3 separate regions of the Mus musculus genome follow, and regions 1 and 2 are each linked to region 3. Evidence: chromatin contacts called from public Hi-C and HiChIP or PLAC-seq data. All regions are on one chromosome and are shown on one strand. Each heading gives the region's core, a stretch centred on a gene start, on an enhancer-like site or on the middle of the called end of the contact. The rest is flanking DNA. Distances are from core to core; before and after follow the strand shown.

What was found. A called contact is a pair of places that touch in the nucleus more often than the background predicts. HiChIP or PLAC-seq counts read pairs in DNA pulled down with a chosen protein or histone mark.
Region 1: an H3K4me3 HiChIP or PLAC-seq map of craniofacial prominence shows a contact between it and region 3, with 2.7 times the contacts expected there. The contact joins two enhancer-like sites. A contact is called at or near these places in 2 of 15 datasets of contacts at CTCF or cohesin (the NIH/3T3 cell line and large pre-B cells), 12 of 484 Hi-C or Micro-C datasets (B cells, CD4 T cells, bone marrow-derived macrophages and 6 more), 11 of 115 datasets of contacts at active chromatin or transcription factors (bone marrow-derived macrophages, a colorectal cancer cell line, craniofacial prominence and 5 more) and 1 of 9 other capture datasets (embryonic stem cells).
Region 2: a contact with region 3 is called in a Hi-C map of nephron progenitors, with 1.9 times the contacts expected there. The contact joins two enhancer-like sites. A contact is called at or near these places in 1 of 15 datasets of contacts at CTCF or cohesin (the NIH/3T3 cell line), 6 of 484 Hi-C or Micro-C datasets (the N1E-115 cell line, bone marrow-derived macrophages, cerebral cortex and 2 more), 10 of 115 datasets of contacts at active chromatin or transcription factors (bone marrow-derived macrophages, craniofacial prominence, embryonic basal ganglia and 5 more) and 4 of 9 other capture datasets (adipose tissue, embryonic stem cells, liver and 1 more).

The regions. Positions count from the first base shown.
Region 1 is chr15:25,602,043-25,604,742 of GRCm38.p6, reverse strand. No RefSeq gene overlaps it. Among named protein-coding and RNA genes, the nearest start is that of Myo10, 19 kb to the left of the region's middle. Within about 2 kb of position 1,277, at least 11 of the 459 cell types and tissues checked have an H3K27ac peak or open chromatin away from gene starts, as enhancers often do. A contact at or near this core is called in craniofacial prominence, where this site is marked.
Region 2 is chr15:25,668,973-25,671,672 of GRCm38.p6, reverse strand. All of the region lies in intron 2 of Myo10 (myosin X), which reads right to left. Among named protein-coding and RNA genes, the nearest start is that of Myo10, 48 kb to the right of the region's middle. Within about 2 kb of position 1,447, at least 17 of the 459 cell types and tissues checked have an H3K27ac peak or open chromatin away from gene starts, as enhancers often do. A contact at or near this core is called in nephron progenitors, where this site is marked.
Region 3 is chr15:25,444,383-25,447,082 of GRCm38.p6, reverse strand. The region is part of intron 1 of Gm48957 (predicted gene, 48957); the gene reads right to left. Among named protein-coding and RNA genes, the nearest start is that of Gm48957, 32 kb to the right of the region's middle. Within about 2 kb of position 1,307, at least 47 of the 459 cell types and tissues checked have an H3K27ac peak or open chromatin away from gene starts, as enhancers often do. A contact at or near this core is called in craniofacial prominence and nephron progenitors, where this site is marked.

The DNA of each region.
Region 1 (2,700 bases), core at 28-2,527, 160 kb before region 3:
GGACCTGAGATGCATAGCATTCAGGGAAGTAAGCATGCTATGTTTACAATGGAATAAAGAAGGCCCCCTCAGTACCCCAAGAGGCTGCCCCTCTATTCAAACCAAATCTGTCTTTAATCTAGAAGGAAGTAACAACATTTGAAAAAGTTATGTGTGTAGCAAGGGTAGAGGTGAACTCAGGTCCCCTGCAAGAATAAGATGTACTCTTAACTGCTGAGTCATCTCTCCAGCCTCATTATTGGCATTTTAGGAAATTCAAAGGTGCCTGGAGAGATGGCTCAGTAGCTAAGAGCCAGAGAGCCCACATGGAGACCCACAGTGATTAGTAACCCCAGTTGCAGGGGATCCAGCGCCCTCTTCTGGCCTTCACAGGCACTGCATGCACATAGTGCATACATACACACACACACACACACACACACACACACACACACACACACAAACACACAGGCAAAACACCCATGCACATAAAATGAATAATAATTTAAAAAGAAAGAAATTCAAAGAACCAAAGGAGCCAACCAAGCCCTTGATTATTTTCATGTGTTAGCTAATAGCAAGTGTTGGAAATGATGGTATGAGAAGACAGGGAAAATGGGCCATGTATATTTTCTCGCCTTGATCCCGGGCAAGAAAAATGTGTGCTAAGAAAAGGAGGGATTACACGGGGTGTGTGGACAAGCTCCTCTAATCCCAGCATGAGGGAGGCAGAGGCAGTCAGGATTTCAGTGAGTTCGAGACCAGCCTGGTCTAATAGTGAGTTCCTGGGTAGGCTAAGGCTATATAGGGAGAATGTCTCAAAAGCAAGCAAGCAAACAAACAAACAACAACCAAAAAAGAAATAGAACAGGAATGGCTGAGTGGGTTTTGGGCAGTGTTTCATTGTCCTTAGAAGAATAAGAAAGTCATGATGCATGTTCAAAGAATTGACTGTGGGAATTCTACCAGGCTAAGCACTCTAAAACTGGCATCATGCAATATACAGATCAATAGCAAAGTCTTTGCTAGGAATTTGAAGTTCGGTTTCTTTCTTTACTCATAGTGACAAAAGAACAAATAAAAAACGCATGACCATGGGAGGGAGGGATGGGGAGGAAAGAGAACTCCCCATTTTGTACTCTGAGTGGTAGTGTTTTCCCTCATGTTTGGAGCAATGGGATCAGGCATTTTCATCTTGCACTGGTTCCCATAAATTATGTAGACAGCCTTGACAGCCCTGACTTCTCAGATTCAACAGCAGCAGGCTTATGTGCAATTAGGGTCACAGGGGAGGGTGGAGGTGGACCTCACAGCCTCACACTGTTATTTTAGGAAGGGTGGAGCTGACCGAGATTCCGTGAAGGAATGCACTTCAGAGAATAAGTATGAAGATGAAAGAGCGGGGAGAGCCAGGCGTTCATTATGTCCTGTCTGGGCGCTCTCTTAACAAATGAAGGACAGATAGCCCACAGAGGGGGAGGGGGAGGGGGAGGGAGAAAGGGAGAGGGGGGGGGAGATGGAGAGAGAGAGAGAGAGGGAGATGGAGAGAGAGAAGAGAAGAGAAGAGAGAGACGGAGATGGAGACAGAGAGAGACAGAGAGAGACAGACATGGAGATGGAGACAGAAAGAGAGAGAGAGACAGAGAGAGGCAGACATGGAGATGGAGACAGAAAGAGAGAGAGAGAGAGAGAGAGAGAGAGAGAGAGAGAGAGAGAGCCAGCACACTGGGCTTCATTCCCAGCAAACCTAAAGAACCAGAAAGTGAAGTCGGTGATCCGTAAGTGAAAATAATAACAGGCACTCTATCATCGATGCTATTAGGCAGGAAAGATTACATATATGTTTCTACCCCCAAATCAGCATAAACGTCAGTCTTGTGGGCACCTGCAAAGATTTTATTTGGGTTAACTGATCAATAAAACAAAAATAAACTCGATGACCAGGGCAGATGCTTTTAGACGGCTTAACATCAATCTTTTATGGACATTTAAGCAAGCCCACCAAAAATCAGAAATAGTAGTTCTGCACTCCTTGTCAGATTTCTAAAAGTTCATGTTGTTTAAAGGTATTCTATTGCCAAAGTAGCCTGACTAGTGACTGTGAAGTCCGCCCTACCCCCTTCTTTTTGGAATCCCGAGTATGCCTTTACTTTTAAAACCAGGTTCTCCCAAGGGAGAGTGAGTTACAGGGAAAGGTGCCATTCCCTAGATCTCTCACATCTGCTATTCTTAATCTCCAATCAACGGAAATATTCAGGTGAGCTTTACAAATAAAACTGAAACGTGTCTGACCTTTACGACCTGAGTTGTTGAATCAAAGCCGCTTGTTATGGAGAAAGACCACAGAGGTGAGCACTCACTCCAGGAATTTGCTACCATGTTATCAGGAGGTGAGCAACATCTGGGGCGGGCTCAGCTCTTCATCTTTCGCTCATTTTACATTAACAGTAGCAAGCCTTTCCCATGTGCTATTGACTGTCACCATAGCCTACAAAAGAAAAAAAAAGAGGAATGCTTATTTGTTGTGATTATATTTATTGAGCCCTTACTTATGCTTGGACAGTCTCTGATCTTTTCAACGACAGTGGAATGTGATCCTGTAACTATCCCATAGCAGAGATGAGGACACCAAGGATTAGTGGTGGAGCCAACTGTCCCAATCCTTGTGAGTGACTAAGACTTAATTCAACACCATGCTTTGGGCTGGAGTCTGTTGCACTT
Region 2 (2,700 bases), core at 198-2,697, 220 kb before region 3:
TACTACCAGGCCCAAAGTTTTGCTTCAGATGTTAAAAGTTTTAGACAGATGTAGTGAAGAGGGCTGCACCACGACGTGTGTGAGACGGCCACTAAGCGCGGTTAGAACGGGATGTTTCACGTAGCACATATAAACACATAAAGAAACACGCCAAAAAAAAAAAAAAACACACACACACACCAAAGACACAGAACAGAAGACAGGTCGAGTTCCAGTCCGAAAAGAAAAACCTCAACATGCATCCGTTCATTTTCCTCCCAGCTTACACTTGGACACTGTAATCATGGCACACCCTTCAGCCAGCCACCCACTAGAAAAGGTGCAAGGCAGGTTTGTAGCTGCTAGCGACAATGATATACAGGCAGGCTGTGCTACAGACCTACAGGCTGTACAGGGTCAGGGCTAAGCTTTGCCTCCCAGCTGGAATGCAAAACAAATGAAAATAAAGCAAAACAAACAAACAAACAAACCCACCCTTTTATTTTGGTGAATGTCACTGTAAGCTAGCCAAAAAAAAAAAAAATCTTATCTTTAAATCATACACAGATCAATAATCTAAAAGAGCAAGGAAAACAAGGAGCCATTTCGTGGTATTAGGCTGAATCACAAATCCACTGGTGTGCAAGTCCTTTTGACCCCTACACTGAGCAATTGCATTGCACATGGTTTAACCGAATCCACGGGGTGCTTCCATTGGAAGCCACAGCTTCAGTCCAAGGACCTCCAAGACCTGAAGGGTTACACAGAGCTAACCTGCAACTGACGCTCTGTTCTGTTCCTCTTGAGTAAGAAATAGGAAAGCCGTCCTTGATATAACTGAAAATGTTTCCCTCTCCATACAGGGTGGCGAGCATTTAAAAACAAGGGAGGAAGGGCCAGAAAATACATACGCAGGAAAGCAAACTAACTCCTGAGGAGACAGCTCGGGGCACAGCATCCTTGCTTTACCATCACCAAGACCTGAGTTCCACCCCCAGAACCAAGCAAAATCAGACAGATGTGGTGGGGGGTCCTTGTAAGCCGGAACTGGAGAGGCAAAGCCAGATCGAGCCATGGGGTCATTGTCCTGTCTGCCCACGCTACTTGGCAGTTACTGACCAACAAGCGTTCTCGGCCTCAAATGAAGTGTATGGCTTCTGACATACAACACTTGATGTTGTCTTCTGTCCTCCATGTGGAGTGTACAACACACACACACACACAATTTTAAAACTATACATAAGCCAGGGAACTCCAGCTGAGCTAGATGAGATCACTAGAAGCTTACTTCTCAATCTCAGCATTTGGGTTTTCCAGTCATGGCATCCTAATGATACAATTTACAATTTCACTTTGATAGCACAGATGTGGTTCATAAACTCCTTTTCCTCCAGCTTCTTAAGTCAGGCTATTTCCTGGCAAGCCTCCCCCCCCCCCCACACCCCACAATTCAATACCTAGCAGTTCTTGTCAGGCTACCTAGAAGTGGGGTGGGGGTTGGGTGGGGAGGACGATGACATACCAGCTGCCGCTCCCTACTTCCCATCCCAGCAATAAAAGAAGTCGGTCCATGACATCGCATCCTCTCGTGCTGCAGACTCTACCATGACAGCTGCCTTGCCAGACAGCCGCCCCAGCAAGTGAAGTCTAGAATGCAGTCTCCTGGCAGTCAACCGCACGGGCGTTCCTGAGCTTGAGAGATGATAGCTCAGCTTAAGTGTCAACGGCCTGCACAGTCCCTTCTGACTTCTGACCACTGAGTTCTAGTTGTCCAGTTCCCAGTGACTTGCAGGGCTAGCTTTGCTATAGGACAGAGTCTGGGCTGCTCCACTGTTCAGGTCCAGCATTCAACAGGCCTGGTGAGATCTCTCCGGGAGCCAGGAATGTGCTCAGACACTTATTTTGTGGAGCAGCAGGACTAAGTGGCCCAAAGCTACCCATGTTCACAAGATGTACAAAGGACATAAAACATTTGTAAACGAGAGGAAGTCAAGAGAATGTGTCAGGAGGGGCGGGCAACAAAGAAGTAGCTAGGGTGGAAGAGAGCAAAGACAAAAAAGAATCAAAACAACCTTAAATGGAAAGTCACTACACTAATTAGCTCATTCATATGTTTCGCAGAATTAGGTCCACGGCATTAACTACAACAGGTCAAACTAGAAGGTCAGACAAAATCAGGTTAGAGCTGGTTCAGTGGGAGGTGGGATTATTAGTAATTAGTGTGACTGGAAGAAGTCTTTGTCAGGGGATAGAGACAACTCCAAAGAACCTAATGGCTTTTACTGAAGGGTTATTAACGTGAGATAGCCTGTGAAAGCCAATCTAATTACACTTGTCAGAAAGAGACAGAAGAGATGGAAGAGGGCAGGGGCTTATAGGGTTTCTGCTGATTAGACTCCTAGCCAGTAAATATTAGGAGACCCAGAATAAAGAGAAAGCAGACAGAAAATCACCGCAACCCTCGCACAGAGCCATCGCTTTGATGAAGTTGACTGAAGTGAATCAAACCACCTCGCCTTAACATACAGTTAGGTAAGCTGATACACTGTAGGCTAGTTGAAAGCCATGAAATTACGCATTCTCTAAACAGAATATTTTCTCTAAACAGATAAAATATTTCCATCTCCTCAAGTGAAAAATCTAATTTAGAATGTACTTCTCAATTCCCTGGAGGGTGCCTGGTGACTGTCAGTACACCTGCGGGCTCTTGAAAAGACAAAG
Region 3 (2,700 bases), core at 58-2,557:
TCTAGCTTGCAACAAACTTGATACTTCCCTCCTCTCCTCTCCTCTCCTCTCCTCTCCTCTCCTCTCCTCTCCTCTCCTCTCCTCTCCTCTCCCTCTCCCCCTCCCCTCCCCCTCCCTCTCCCTCCCCCTTCCCTCCCCCCTCCCCTCCCCTCCCGTCCTCTCCTCTCCTCCCTAGCTGCTCTCCTTCTTTTCTTTCTCCTTCTCTTTCATCACTTTCTTCCTTTCCACATCTACTAAATACAGTTATCACACTGAGCGGATGTTGCTGGCTGTTGAAACTGGACACCAGACGCAGACACTACCGCAGTCTCCTTCATTCTGTTGCATGAGCTTGACATTTTCAATAATCATAAAAAAACAATTCGTCAGGGTCATAAGTCTGCTGTAGTGGCTCAAGGTGAACTGCACTCCCTATGAAAGCTAGCATGGACCTGTGTCTTACATAGAGATAGGAAATGACCTACTGCTATTCTTCGAGGTCAAAGCCATCTTACAACTCTGGAACCCCACTCAGTTACACAGAGCCACCTGATAGGAGGGACCCCCCCTCCAAATTTATTCAGATTGCTTATTTGGGGAAAAAAAATCTTTGCTTCATTTCCCTCAAAAATACCTTCTCCTTTTTAAACCCGAGGCAAGGATGTTCTGGAAAGAAAGACTACACCCCCCACCAAAAAAAAAAAAAAAAAAAAAAAAGGCAAAGGACATGCAAGAGAAAGGATCAATTTATTACAGCGTTAGTGGCGCTAACAGTGCATGGCTGTTCTCAGCTCTAAGGGGCCACCCAGGAGAACTGATAGCGGAATGGCCTCTAATTAAAAAGCCTTTTTCTTGGAGATACTTTTCCAGTCTTCCCCTAGAACCTTCGAACCAGTCTCACGCACTGGTTTACCATATCCCAGCCTAGCAGGGGCCAGGCGTGGCGGGAATATAATAAGCTGATGGGGAAAATCTGTGAGTGAGTAAGTGAGTGAGTGAGTGAGTGGCTCTCAATTAGAAATCCGAGCAAAGAGAAGGTCGGTCAGGAGACAGAGGAGCGGGTTGAAAGCCGGGATCCTGAGATCACGTGGCTGCCCTGTACTTACTTCCTTACCCAGGGGCTGTGGATACGGTTGGAGGCTTTTGGACGTTTCTAATTCCTTGCCCTTTGCGGGAGCGTCTTGTCCTATGCATTCCGAATAAGCCGCATGTTTAACCTAATCCCAGCAAACTGTTCTGCTTGGGGTTTCCAGGGAATAGAGGAATGCACTCTAGGCAGGATTATTTACCTCTCCTGCCCGCACCCGGGTAAGCCTCCTAGAGCAGCTAATTCTCCTGTGTTTTGGCAGCTCCTGGCCACCAGCAGTAGGGGATCAGCGGTCCTGGTCCTTCCTTCTTCCCCAGTCGGTGGCCCCTACATTCCTCCTCTACCTTGGTACCCACCCACTGGCCCCGGAGTGAGGCAGTGTCCTGACATCTCCAGAGAGAGGGAAACAGCAGGACTCTTGAGGGACCCTGAGGGCTGGTGAGTTGTCCCAGGCCTGCACATTCCTGCCCTCCCTGAGAAGCCCCAGAGTTCCTGCCATTCCCATTCCGCAGCTGCCACTCACCCTGCAGCTCTCCCTGGGTCTCCCTTGGGATGCCTGGCACTCTTGCTCCTGAGCCATTGGTCTTTGTCTCCTGGGGAGTAACCCCTTCTCTGTCCCCATTCTCCTTGAAGTTCCTTCTGAGGACCCTCTTACTTTTCCTTGACCCACTTTCCTCCACTTGGTTGGGTATGTGCGTTATATCAACTGTCCGTGGTCACTTCCTGTCTGTTATGCTCCTGGTTTGGAGCAGTGTATATACTCTGTTGAATCTTTGATGCCTTGTGATTTTCCTTGAATCGCTTCACCCTTGCTATGTGTGCGATTCAGGTGACTAGTTCTTCTCACCTCCAATTCAATTAAGGTGTGTATGTGTGTGTGTGTGTGTGTGTGTGTGTGTGTGCGCGTGCGCGCGCTCTCACACTAAGTACTCTGGCTACCATCGCTGAGACTTGAGCTCCAATTTTGACTTTGTGTGACTTTCATTATTTCCTTAATGTTTTTAGGCTTGCTGGCTCTTCCCTGAAATGCGGTTCTCGGGGACTTTTACATGACAGCATTTGGAGGATTACATGGGAAGGCACATGTGTGATAATGGTCAAGCAGAGCTGACTGTTATCACATCTGCTGGCCTCCCTTAATTCACCATTGTCACACCCATCTTTACAATTCCTTAGCGTTTATATGTCAGTGTGTGTGTATGTGTGTGCGCACGTTGATGCAATTGTGCTTATGGTGGTCATGCGGAGAACGTCCAGGAATCTTCCCCTTCCTTTCCTTTAAGCAGGTTCTGGGGATCAAACTCAAGTTGTCAGGCTTAGTGGCAAGAGTCTTTACCTGTGCTGACGTCATCTGACTCCCAAGTCAACTGTGTCTCATGAGAGTTCCTGCCTTCCTTACTCCAGGAACACGAAGCTCGCTTCTACTCTAACAACTTCCTAACTCCAGACACAGTGGCTTCTTATCTCGTCCCTTCTCTCTCCTGGGGGGACTTGTGTCCCATCCCTTGCATCCTATCTTCCTGTGACCTCATCCTGCATCATCTGTCTTGTCAGGGACTTTGCTGTCACTGAGATCAACTGTGATGCGTCTGTGATTCATCTCGCCTGAGTGATACGTCTATTCTGTGGTTACG